Linked DNA regions of Mus musculus: region 2 is linked to region 1. The links are chromatin contacts, called in public Hi-C maps. All regions are on one chromosome and are shown on one strand. The core of a region is the stretch at or near the end of the contact, and the rest is flanking DNA. Distances in the headings are between cores, read along the strand shown.

Evidence for each region. Hi-C and Micro-C count contacts between places; a contact is called where the count stands out from the background.
Region 2: a contact with region 1 is called in a Hi-C map of liver, with 2.8 times the contacts expected there. The contact joins two enhancer-like sites. A contact is called at or near these places in 3 of 39 promoter capture datasets (hematopoietic stem and progenitor cells and liver), 9 of 484 Hi-C or Micro-C datasets (Sertoli cells, embryonic stem cells, liver and 3 more), 9 of 115 datasets of contacts at active chromatin or transcription factors (bone marrow-derived dendritic cells, cardiomyocytes, embryonic hindbrain and 5 more) and 1 of 9 other capture datasets (pancreatic islet).

The regions. Positions count from the first base shown.
Region 1 is chr3:148,894,790-148,900,921 of GRCm38.p6, reverse strand. The region is part of intron 1 of Adgrl2 (adhesion G protein-coupled receptor L2); the gene reads left to right. Among named protein-coding and RNA genes, the nearest start is that of Adgrl2, 57 kb to the left of the region's middle. Within about 2 kb of position 2,176, at least 31 of the 459 cell types and tissues checked have an H3K27ac peak or open chromatin away from gene starts, as enhancers often do. A contact at or near this core is called in liver, where this site is marked.
Region 2 is chr3:148,978,643-148,984,774 of GRCm38.p6, reverse strand. It overlaps a transcript of Adgrl2 not described here. Among named protein-coding and RNA genes, the nearest start is that of Gm30827, 17 kb to the left of the region's middle. Within about 2 kb of position 2,189, at least 15 of the 459 cell types and tissues checked have an H3K27ac peak or open chromatin away from gene starts, as enhancers often do. A contact at or near this core is called in liver, where this site is marked.

The DNA.
Region 1 (6,132 bases), core at 927-3,426:
TTTGGGGCATCTTGGAGGTTTTGATTAGGTCAGCAGTACCAGTAAGCAAATAGCACAGCAGTGACATTGCTCAGGAGCATCTTATATGTGCGGTTCAGTTATGTCACTAGTTTGGCTAGTTTTCCTCACAAGTTCCTACCATCCTTTAGAACACAGTCCTTGCATCTGATTGTGCCACCAGTGACTTCGTATCTTAAACTAATCAATTAAAATTTCCACACTGTTTTGTGGACATAAAAGGAAACATTTCAACATGTTTTGGGTCTCCAAAGTTAGTTTTTCTTAGGCGAGGACACAAGAACTTTCCTGGCTTCCTCTTGGAGTCCGGTTGGACTTTTCTTCCTTTTAGCAGAAAACCCTTTTCTGATGTCTTCAGTAGTATTCTTGTATTCACCGTTTGAAAGGGAAAATTCTAAGTTCGATACTCCTTTGGGATTTTAAGGAAAACAGGTATATCTTTTACAAGCACTGTAGGACTAAGCTGGTCAGCATGTGATTCCAGTACTGGGGAGGTGGAGGCAGGAAGATGGCAAGTGTAAGGGCAGTGACTGCTACAGAGTGGATTCGAGGGCAGCCTTGAATACAGGAGACCTTGTCTCAAAATAAACACGTGGAACAGCAACAACAAAATTAATAACAACAAAAGAAAGTGTATGTGATGGAAAGTTAAAAGCAGTAGGCCCTCTGTGGAAGAACTTGGATGGACTTTTCTCGTTGGCAAACGGTTGGCATGGCTAACTGGAAAGGCAGGGCTCTGCGGGGTTCCGTGGGGATTCCTTTCCTTAGAAGGAGCCTCCTGAGCTGTCCCCCTTTAGGCCCCTTGTATGAGTCAGCAGAGGTTGCCTGCAGTCACCCTAGGGTTCCTCGCCCAGGACACAGAGAAATGTGTGGGTGGCTTCGATGTAGTTTCAGAGTTGTTAGCACAGACTCTGGAGTCTGCATTAATTGGCTTCCTGGAGCTGCCTTCCCTGAGCTAGGTGGGACTGCTTCACACCTGGAGAGTTTATTACTGCCTAATAAAACTTCATTGATGTGAAAGTCCTACATTGGAAATCCACTGTTGTCTCTGGTGGGGACCCTTTTACATTCACCTTTTAAAAAATGAGGTCGCGATTAGTAGCTTTCTGCCTTTGTTCCCCACCCCCCCCCCCCACCCCCTGGAATTTTGGTAAAAGTATTGTTTCTATGTGAATACAGCAGGAGGTGAAGTAACCCTTCAGATGTGTACTCTCTTTGATCTGGGAGACCTGCCCTCTGTGTAGATGAAGTCCCAGGACAGGATGGAGCCCTGCTTAGTCTGCTCGGCTGGGTGTGCCTGACTAGATGCAGAAGTCAGTTTCAGTCTGTGTTCTTCCTTCTGACGTCACTGCTTTGAAGGACATAGTTCTCCAAGTCTAGGCCGCAGAATTAATGGGATTCTGATAACAAATGGGTGTAAAGGGGAATTGTAAAAATCGATTGTGTTCTTCAGTGAGAGGTGGCAGTCCCCTCCCTGAGATAAGAAATCGTTTTTCTTTATTTATTCTGTGATTATTTTCTAGTTTCTTTGTTGACAATGCATGAATTATAGAGATGCTCTGGAGAGCTTTCATTTAGTCACACAAAGTGAGTGACCTAGAAAGATTTCGTTCCTGATGCTAACTCCTTATTAGCTTGTAGCTGACTGGGAACAGAAGTGTTGTAAAGAATATTTTATTTCCTTGAAGAGAAACAAGTGGGTCGTTGCTTTCTATCTATTGTCCTGTAATTCATGACCTGAAAGGTGGAGTGGCTTTGATCTCCAGCTCCCCACCCTTCAGTAGGCGTGGCTTCAGAGGGTGAGTTAGATGAAGACCCTCTTCCCAAGGAGACACTACCCAGACGCAGGTCCACACTCATGTTAACTCCGCTGTAGTCCTGAGCAGTAAGACACAGTGTAAGTATGCAAGCCTGAGGTCAGACTCTCCCATTGTCAGGGAAGCCTTGAGCTGGGTTTTGGTTGAGTTCTTTTTCCTTTTCTTTTGAGTCAGGGTTGCATGTAGCCTAGGCTGACATCAAGCTGAATGTACAGGTGAGCATGGCCATGAACTTCTGTTTCGCCTGCCTCCTTTATTGCTGGGGTACAGGTATGCACCATAGCACCTAAGTTATGAGGTCCCGTGGTGTGGACTCACGGCTTCCTGCATGCTAGGGAAGTAAGTGTTCTATCAAATAAGCTGCAGTCCCCAGGCAACTTCATAGTCCAAAGGTAACTGCGCCTTGCTGTGCAGTCCATTGGAAATGTTTCTGAAGCAGATTGGAAATCTGGAAGCCTGTGTTTCTGAGCTTTGGAGAGGTTGTGGTTGCATGCTAAGACTCTTTACAAAACAAAACAAAACAAAACAAAACAAAAAGAAACAGCTTTTCCTGAGGCCTAATGTTATTTTTGTAGACATCCTTGCTGGGAGGTTTTCCTTTAAAGTTCAGGATTAAACCTGTCATATTTTATAACTTAAACTGCAGTGTTTTAATGACACTTGTGAATTATTACCCAGTGGTGGGTAATTTAGAAGTTTTTACAAGAGTGGGATCAATTTCTTTCTAATAAGTAATTTAATCCCAGGGTTTTTAAAGGACTAATAATGAGTTATTTTCTCAGCATTCTGAGAGGACCTCGGAAGTGCTAATATTGACCTATCAGCTGGTCGGAGTCTTAACATTTTACCTTGGCGCGTCCAGAAGGTGACCAAGATTAGTGATACTTAACTTTACATAATTATAGAGTTTTCAAAAATTAAAAAAAATATATTTCCAAAGATAATTATAGCATTTTTGGATTTAAATTGATTTTACTTAAGTTACTGTTAAGATTTAAAAGTAATAAAGTTTTTTTTTAATGCTTTGTGGTTTTTAAACATCCAGTTGAGTTTTTTTATTTATCTAGAATAAACAGCTCGATTCTAAACCCAAATGACACCAGAAGTAAAGGCAGGGCCTGGCAAGATGAATCCGTTGGTAAGTTGGGATGTGAGTCCCATCCCTGGGATCCCCATGGGAGAAGAAGAGGAATAACTCCCACAGGTTGTCTTCTGGCCTACACCCACATCCAGACACGGAATTAAATAAACGTAACAAGGCTGAAGAAACTAAAGCGGGCCAGGCTTCTGGGTTGAGCTGTGTAATCTCATGACCTTAAATTGAACAATTGCTTTTTTTTTTTCTTGAACACCCTCTTTGTGTTTGGGGTTCATGTAAAGACCCTACACATAAAGACTTCCATTTTTTTTTTTTATACCAGTATGTTTACGCTAGCCCATGGGAGTTGTACACTTTTTATCTTTATTGTTAGTGTTGACAATAAGGCCAAAGGTGAATGCTGTTTATAGTGTTATGTGTCATGGTTTGGGATTCTCAGTGCATAGACACCTCAAAGAGATTGTGTATCAGTGGACACAGAAACCCTGATGCTTTAGAGGTTCCTCTTTATGCACGCGCGTGCGTGTGTGCATGTGCGTGTGCGTGTGCGTGTGTGTGTGTGAATGTGCAGATATGCTATGGTGTGTCTCAGACGTCAGAGAATAATTTTTCGTGAGTCAGTTGTCTGCCACGTTGGTCCCAGCCTTTGAACTCAGGGTTTCAGAGGAGCACCTTTACCAGTGAGCTATCTCATCAGCCCTGATGGGGGTATTTTAATAACTAGAGTAGTCAAGAAACCGAAGCAGCATCGAGCTCCCACAAACTTACATGAAATTATGTTTCTAACACCCTGCCGTTAGCCACGGGAAGTTTTATTAAGCTCTTGAGATTTGAGACGTTGTGTTTCATTGACATCATGAATATGCAGAGGTAAATGGAACTGTTGAACTATTAGTGAACTAATTTCTCTTCGAGCCTTGCTCTTAGCTCTCTTCCATTGCAGGAAGAGACCTCATTAACATATGCGAATGGAAGCCATTCAGAGATTTCATAGGCCAGCACTCTTAATAAATGGTGGCCCGAGTTAATGTCTCAGGACAGCTTGAAGTCACAGCCCCGGTCCCACAGAGGTCCCTGATAATGAAAAGTCACCGTTCCTGCTAGGACCCGAGTACAGCATGAGCAGTGGCATCTGTGACTCTGGGTTAGTTCAGAGTTATTAAGAAAAGCAGCACCAGGGAGAGACCTTGAAACTTTTATATTCTGGTTAATAAGAGCCCCTTTTATAGACACGATTCCCACAGCACTGTGTTCAAGTCTGAATAGAGCCAAGGGCAGAAAGGCAAAGTGCTTGTCCCCACTCGCTTCAAGTCCAACAAAGCGTGCTCTTTGTTGACAAAGCACCATATCATTTGGCCAAGATGCTTATGGTTGTGACAACCAGTGGTGGCGTTCCAGTTGTGACCTTTCCGGTTCCTGTCATAGCAGAGCACCTGTTCCTGTTAGCCTCGTCCTAGATGCAGATGATTTGAGGCTTCTGCGCCTGTTGCCTGGAGGTATTTACTCCCAATCACTAGCCTCCAGCCGGGAGAGTTATGGCTTGGCATTTTATAGCTCTGAGGTGGGGGTGGGGTGGGAAGAGACTGTCTGAAGAATCATTTGTTCGGAGAAGCAGAGCAAAGCAGTTATTCCTGTCCGAGTGCTGGGCTTTGGCAGTATCCACATTCGCCCAGCTCCAAGATGCAGTATCGATTTATTTTTTTCTTCTTACAGAAGCCTCCTACTAGCCGCCCCCCCCCCTTCAATTGTCAGCAAGATGGATTGGATTACACTCTGCTATTTGGAATGCTTTTGGTGAGGGTTGGGGGGGGACACTGAAATAAAAATAGATCTCGAGTACAGCTAGGAATGAACGTGGTGATCGTAATAATGTGGCTTTCATTTAGGGACTGTGTGATGTTGGTCATGGGGACCCAGCCATTTGACCAAATATTTGACCATCACACACAGTTTTCCTTTCTATCCCTTTTCTCGCCCAAGACTGACAGCACACAGCACAGCAGAAGCCCGCCCTCCATGGCAACTTACGGCCGATGGCTGTCATGATGTGGAGAGTCATGAAAGCGACCTGTCAGAGCATCCTTACAGCATGTGAAAGCATGAGGAACTGAAATCTTACTTAGCCTCGCTGTCTTCCTCCGTAAACCAGTGACCTTAATAGTTCCCATCAATAAGGGGTTTTGAAGGATTGTTAGCCATTAAACATTTGAAACATCTTCTTAGGGGTTTCTGACCTATAATGGTGAGGTAAAATTGTCTGCAGTGACCATATGGGGCTGTGGAAAGGAACTAAAGCCATGCGGCCAATGGTGTGCATTTGCTTGTGAAAATTTGCTTGACTTCTGTCAGAAACCATAGGAAGCCACACCCTCTCATGTGACGCAAACGCCGACCCCCCTTACTGCACTAGGGTAGCTGTTTCCTCCTAAGCTGTGGCTGGGTTTGGAGTTGAGGCTGGAGGCTGCAGCCCAACACTGTTGTCCTGAAAAGGGTCGGAGGGAGTGCCTCCCAGCTCCCTAGCTCTCCTGGATTGTGGTCTCAGTCTCCAGGACGTTGTGGACATGCATTCTGAAATGTGTGGTAGGCAAGTCCTGGACACCGCAGGAGCTGTATCTTTTCCATGCCCGCTTCACCAACCAGGAAGAGCAGCAAGACAGGAGAGAGACAGGAAAGGACTTGGCGGGAAGGAACCTCCAAGGCTTACCTGGGAAAGCCTCAGCTGCGCTTTCTCCCCTGCCTCCTGCCTGCATCAGGAGAGTGTGATGACAGCCTTCAGGGCTCCTGGCTTCTGAGCAACACTGATGCTCTACCACTGCTTGACCATTAGGCTGTACACAGTGACAGGGAACTTAGGAAGGCAGGGTCAGAAACGAAGGCAAGCAGCAGAGACAAGGCAAATGCACATCGAGGAAGTCAGGGCTGTAGAACCCTTCTGAGCAAGAGCCGGAAGGCTCTGCAACAGTGGCGGTGGCAGGGATTAAAGCCCAATCCAGAGTTTCCAGCAGGATATTGTCTGAAAAGCACAGTTTCCAGCAACAATTGTTTGAGATACGCAAACGAGAAAGTTGAGCCTTACTCAGGAGAAAAGGCATCTAGTAGATGCTGCCTCGGAGAGAGGCCCAGTTGATAGATTTAGCTGGTAAGCGTTTCAGAGCAGCTATTACGGATATGTTCAAAGATTAGAATAAAACCATATTA
Region 2 (6,132 bases), core at 940-3,439, 84 kb before region 1:
GACCAAACCAATTACTTCAAGTTTTGACATGAGAATTTCCAATAAATAACTTTTGTTTTCCAGGCTTTTCGCCCAGCTTTATTAGTGGAGTGACATCAAAGCACCCAGCAGAACTTCCGAATGCCATGAAAGCGAATATGAATACATAGCTCTCCCATGCAGTGCCCAGAGTCCTACTTTCAGATGGGCACTGGGGAGTTTTCAGTGCTGTAGTTCTCACCTCAGCAGAAGCACGGGGCTGCTGGGTGTTTCTCAGAACATGCAGGGCAGTAGAGTGCTTCAAAACCAAGACTTACTTCGGGTTAGGACTTTGATCAGTCCTGGCACTCACTCTGTGTGCTTTCTGAACAAATTTAAGGTCGTAATTTACTGTCCTTAAGTAACATGGCAAACTGAGAAAAGGGACAGAGATGTGGTGAAGGTCAGAGGAACTGTCAACCTGCAAACCCCAGGAATAAAACGTTACTGCTCTGCTTTCTCTGAAAATATTTATTTGACCTAACTTTTGTGAAAAATTACTTAAACAATGGTTCATTACCAGATGTGTTATGGACAAGAGGCAGCACTACAAATTTATTGTTGTCTGTGATCTTCATTCACCTGCACCCCACCTGTGAAGCAAGACTCTGGTTTGATTTTAACGAAACCTTTATCACTTACCTAAGTGCTGATAATTATAACCCAGGCTAGGTGGATTTCGGTTAAGAGCCAAACAGTTTTGGACAGAGAAGAACCGAGCATCCTGCAAAGTGCAACTTTTAGTAATTTCCCTGCAGGAAGCTTACACTTTGTGATCTTGATTCTTTGTATCTGCTTCTGAGTCTTGAAGGGTCATTTGACACCTGCCTGCATTTGATCGGGTAGATTCTTGTAAAACAACGCCACAGTTTTGTAGGTAATATGTGCTAGAAATGAGGTGTGTTGTGGACGAAGACTGTTTTACAAGCATGCTTATCTAAATTGAAGGTTTTGATGACGTACTAAGAATAGCAATGTTTGTAGCTGAGCGGAAAAAGGACTTAGATTCTTGTAGGTATCTTGGTCAGTTCCGAGTCAGTTCACTCAGGCTCAACTGTTTTGGAACTATTTTAAGCAAAGATTAAAACATTTCTACTTGGAAGCTAGATGAAAATCATAGGTTGGTTAGGCTTTCTGTTACATAACACTAGTTCTTCAGGCATACCCAAATACTCATCTCTGCAAATAATTCCTGATTAAAGGTTGAAAAGGCATTTAATCATCAGATTACGCTAATTAGAGTGATCTTATCAGAAAAGTAGACTGAGACTATTCTGTAAAATCTTCGGTTGCCTGAGATGCTCTCAAAGATTGGGTGAAGAACTGGCTTTTTTTTTTAAAAATTCTTTAAGAACAGCTTAAGGAAATGGTTTGTTTAATATAAAGATAGATGGCTAATTACTGTAATTAGGTACTGTGAATCATAACACATAGTATACTGACCTGAGTGGTCACCAACAAGGAGTGAGTGGGCCCTATTAGACTTCAGTTAGTCACCCGGATCTGATGTGTAGGTTTTCTTAAGCATGTGTTATATACTAGAGAAATTCCTTAATGTAATTTTGATGTAAGTCGTTATTTTTAGGCAGGTCACGGACCATAAGAATAGAAAGGTCCAATCAGCTAAAAATACTTTTAAACACACACACACACACACACACACACACACACACACACACACACACACACATATATATTAGGTCATTGGTTGATACATTAAATGCAGTAATCTGCATATTTCTAAAACAAATTTTAATTCAATAAGTTTTGAAAGCTTATTATTTGTGTTCCCCCCCCCTTCCTTTTTTATTTGACAAGCAAATACTCCCTGGGGAAAATCAGTTTAAGGAACTGAACTCATAATACCTTCCCATAGAGTGCAGTTATGGGACATGCTTTGGAAATGTCTGAGGAGCACAAAGCAAATTCCGATACAATTTGTTTAATTACAACAAAAATACAGCACTATGAAGTCATAGTGTTTGTCTTCATAGAGGGTTTTATGCATTGTGGTGGTAAGTAAAATCCCATCACACTTGTATAAATTTGTTCAATTACCAGAACAACTAAAAGGAAAAAAAAAATCAATTTAGGTTGAAAAGCAACAGAAATTAGATTACCTTGGTTAGTAGAAACTTGCCAGCAGTGTTGAAATTGCTTAATAATATCAAAAGCCACACCAGCAGTGTGAGGGCGTTGGCTTCTGTTGTAATATGCACATGTTTGCTTACTGGGTTAATTTTTTTTTTAATGTATCTCTTCCCTTTTCTCTTCCTGTTTTTATTTTCACGGAAATTGTCAGATAGCATGCGAGAAGCTGTACATTTGGGTGTTATCGTTCCTTGTAGAGGTTGCTTTCTTAGACTCTTTGATCAGTTAATATTTTGGATCAGTGTTGTGAAATGCTATGCATGATTTTAGGAATCTGAAGAAACTCCCTCCATCACAAAGGAGCCAGTTAGCAGCCCCAGGAACACTTTAGGATTTCTCTCTCTCTCTCTCTCTCTCTCTCCCTCTCTCTCTCTCTCTCTCTCTCTCTCTCTCTCTCTCTCTCTCTCTCTCTCTCTCGTTTATCACCAACACTAGAGTTATATGGAACCCTCGATCTTAAATTCTGAGCACAATAAAGTAGTACAGATAGCTGGGCACCTGTTTTATGGCCACCTTGATTCATTCTGCCACGGAGCTTCACCCAGTTGCAGTAATAGTCACAAGGGCTGCTCCAAAGCCACCGGGCTGTTTTTAGGTCATGAAGTCAACTTCCTGGAATTTCTAGGGAAACCAGTTGAAAGGAGGAGGACAAATGTCACTTTAAATAGAGATGTTTAAACCAGATTTCTGCCTGAGGGTAAAATTTAGGTCTCTCTTAGCCCGGATGTAATGTCTCCCTCTGCAGAGCAAGGCATTAATCAGGGCAGGGCATGAAAACGGGGGACGAAAACGGGTCCCAGTTGGTTCTGCCGTTGATGCCTTCCTTGCCCCAATCTGTGAGGAACATCTTACAAACATTAAAAGGCAGACACGGTACCTCACATCAATTTCTGAATTTCAGCACTGCAATTAGTTTCTTTAAAAGAAGCCCACATAAAGCTGGGGATGGGCTAAGATAAAACCTGGACCCCCTCGAAGCCATTTTAAAGGGGTGGATCTAGCACTTCATAAAATCAGATGTGCAGGGTTGAGAAGCATGCCGGAGAAGCACCCCTAAGTCAATGACCAATTTTTAATTCTATTCTAGAATATATTAAATAACCTTGATATATATTTTTAAATTATCCGATAGAAAAAAAGAAATGGCGATAAAAGAGAACGTTAATCCTTGGCTGTGAAGGATGGTGGAAGCTGCTAAGATGGTTGCTTAACCTGAGACAGATCATCAAATCCAACCAATATTATTTTGTCAGAACAAAAGCATATAGAGCCTGTGTCCTTTTCTGATATGCACAATGAAATTTTAGCTCAGTAGTGACAAAAAGATGGGCCAGGGCAGTCTAATAAATAATGAAAAAGGCATGGCTTAGCCATCAAAGCATACCGTTTAACCCCATTCTTTGCCATCCATATACACAAAGCAAACAATTTATATTCTGATCCTCTTGATACAATGGTATTTCTAGATAGTTTTAGGTTAAGAATTAATGCAAGTTTAAAATCCAAACTCTGTTTGGTTGCTTGATGCATCTCTTTGGAAATGATTTGGCGAGTTCAGCTCTGTTCTGCTTTCAAGGACTTTTCAGCCTTTGGACCATAAAGCAGCCACACTGCCCACTGTTGCCACTCTCCGTGACACTGCTGTGCCGGTCTATACGTCTGACTGTACTCCAGCATTGGACGGCAGAACAATCTAACCCCAACTACTGTCAAAATGGCAGTTGGCTGGTGGGGCGGGACTTTGGTCTTGACTAATGCTTTTTTTTCCCCCTTAGAGGATAGTAACCCAGAGTTACTAGTTTGCCATAAGATGGCTGAACCATGACACAATGTTGATAAACTTAGTACTTAGTGTTTATTTTCCGTAGAGTACCATGATGTAACCAGTTCCCAGCTTCCATTTAGGTAGAGAAAGAGTTGTTAAAAATGATTTTTCTGTCTTCCCTTAAAAGCAACATTTATTTTCTTTTTCTTTTTCTTTTTTCATTCCACACATACCTTCCACAGGGAAATTTCAGTCTTCTGCATTAAAAGCATCTGTCTTTTAGTGCTCGGTGCTGTGGTTATTGATTTGAAATTACTTTTCTTACACATCCTTTTCTCCACTAATTTCCGCCCCCCTTCCCTCAGTGCTAGGAATTGAGCCTTCTAGTTGCTACTAAGCAAGGCTCTCCCTATTGTCCCATCCCCAGCTTCTTCCTTGCCCTCCTCATTTTTCGATCCTTAAAGTTGTTTTCGTTCCTAAAGTCCTCAGTTTTCTTGTGGCTGTTGGGACTATCCTTTGGTAGTGCTGGATTCTGGTCCCATGTTCCAGCCATTCGTTGCCAGGTGCTTGCTGAAGGCTTCCTGTGAATCGACACAAGGCACACTGGAGACTGATAGGCTGTGTATGTTTACAAAAAGATGGATACGATACAAAACTACTTCATTGTGTCAACAAATAGAAATTATAGCCTAGAGTTAAGATACCCTGGGCTTCTGTGGTGGGGAATAAAATACCGGGCTAGTTGTGCTTTCTCTGATTGCTTTAATAGGAGAATAAAGAGGAACACTAACACCCTTTGCCTATTTGGTTGTGAGTGCTGTGGTACCCACAGTGTACACAAAAGGCAGTTCACATATTGTTACATCCTCCATTTTAAAATGCCTTCGCTTATTTTATTGTTTCCTGGGGGTGAGGGAGGAATCTAATGAAATAAAATTTTGTCTCTGTGATGTTTCTGTTATTAGCATGAAAATTAACCCCTGTTTATATTTTTGTTAGTTTTGCAGTCTGGGGTTAAAAAACTGGAGCCCAGCACAGGCAGGTATCTGAACCACACTCACATCCTATAATGGTTATTTGCTCATTAACAATGTTTTTTATTTTATTTATTTATTTATTTTTATTTTTGAAAGCATCTCCTTTGTGGGACATGTCGATTGAAGAATGTAATCCCAGGACATAGGAGGCTGAGGCAGGAGAATTGCCATGAGCTGGAGATCAGTCTGGCTTCTATAGGGAGTCCTTGTATTAGAAAGCCAAACCAAGCCAAACAAAACAAGAGTTAAAAAGAAAATAATGCTGCTAAGCTTATGAGTTAATATAAGCCAGAGCAGGTTAGATTTGGCTTCAGTTTCTAGTCCTTATTTACATGTTGGGAAGGGGTGGTATGGGTGATGGAAAGGAGAAATTGGAAGTGAAGGCATCAGACATTGTCTTCCCAGCAGTTTTGGGGGTAACACATTGTCCCCAAGACTTTGAAACTGCTCCCCACCCTTTCCTGTTGTGTGATGTTGGCAGACGTGCATCCTTGTTTATATGAACCAGGGGGAAGACGTTTTATCAATAGAGATTTTTTTTTGGGTAAAGGGAGATTAAAAGGAACTTTAAAATAAAACAAATTGTACAGAAGAGGAAAGGGCATTTACAACGTAGAGAGTGCTTTTCTTTCCTTTTTCTTTTTTTAATTTTCTTTTTTCATTGTTGAATTAATATTTTATCTTGAAAAAGAAATACTCTTTACAGTTTTGGAACTACAGAGAGAAAGATGAAGATAAAGTGTGAGGTGTGTTCATTCCACACATTTTTTTTTGGTCTTTCTCCTGCCAGTTGATCTCAGGTGGTCCCCCCCACCTCAGCGCCCCAATTGCCTGCTGTGTTCACATGGTGAATGGGTTGGTGTCTGTCATTTCAGGCTCGGTCAGTATAAACAAAGTTTTCTGGTTGTGTTTTATCCCCCATAATATGAATATAGCCCGTGGGTGACTGATAAGTTTAGGCGTGCTGCCAAGGCAGGCTACCTTCTTAACCAGGGCTGGGAATAAGATGATTGTTCGTCAATTACACATTTTCAGGAGGCATCCTCTTACCCAAATGAGAGAGCAGCATAGGCAGTAGTATTTAGCTGTGGCAAACATTTTTGCGAACCCTTGTTATTACCTGCAGAGGGAGCTTGTATACGAGATAAGCAAGTCAGGGCA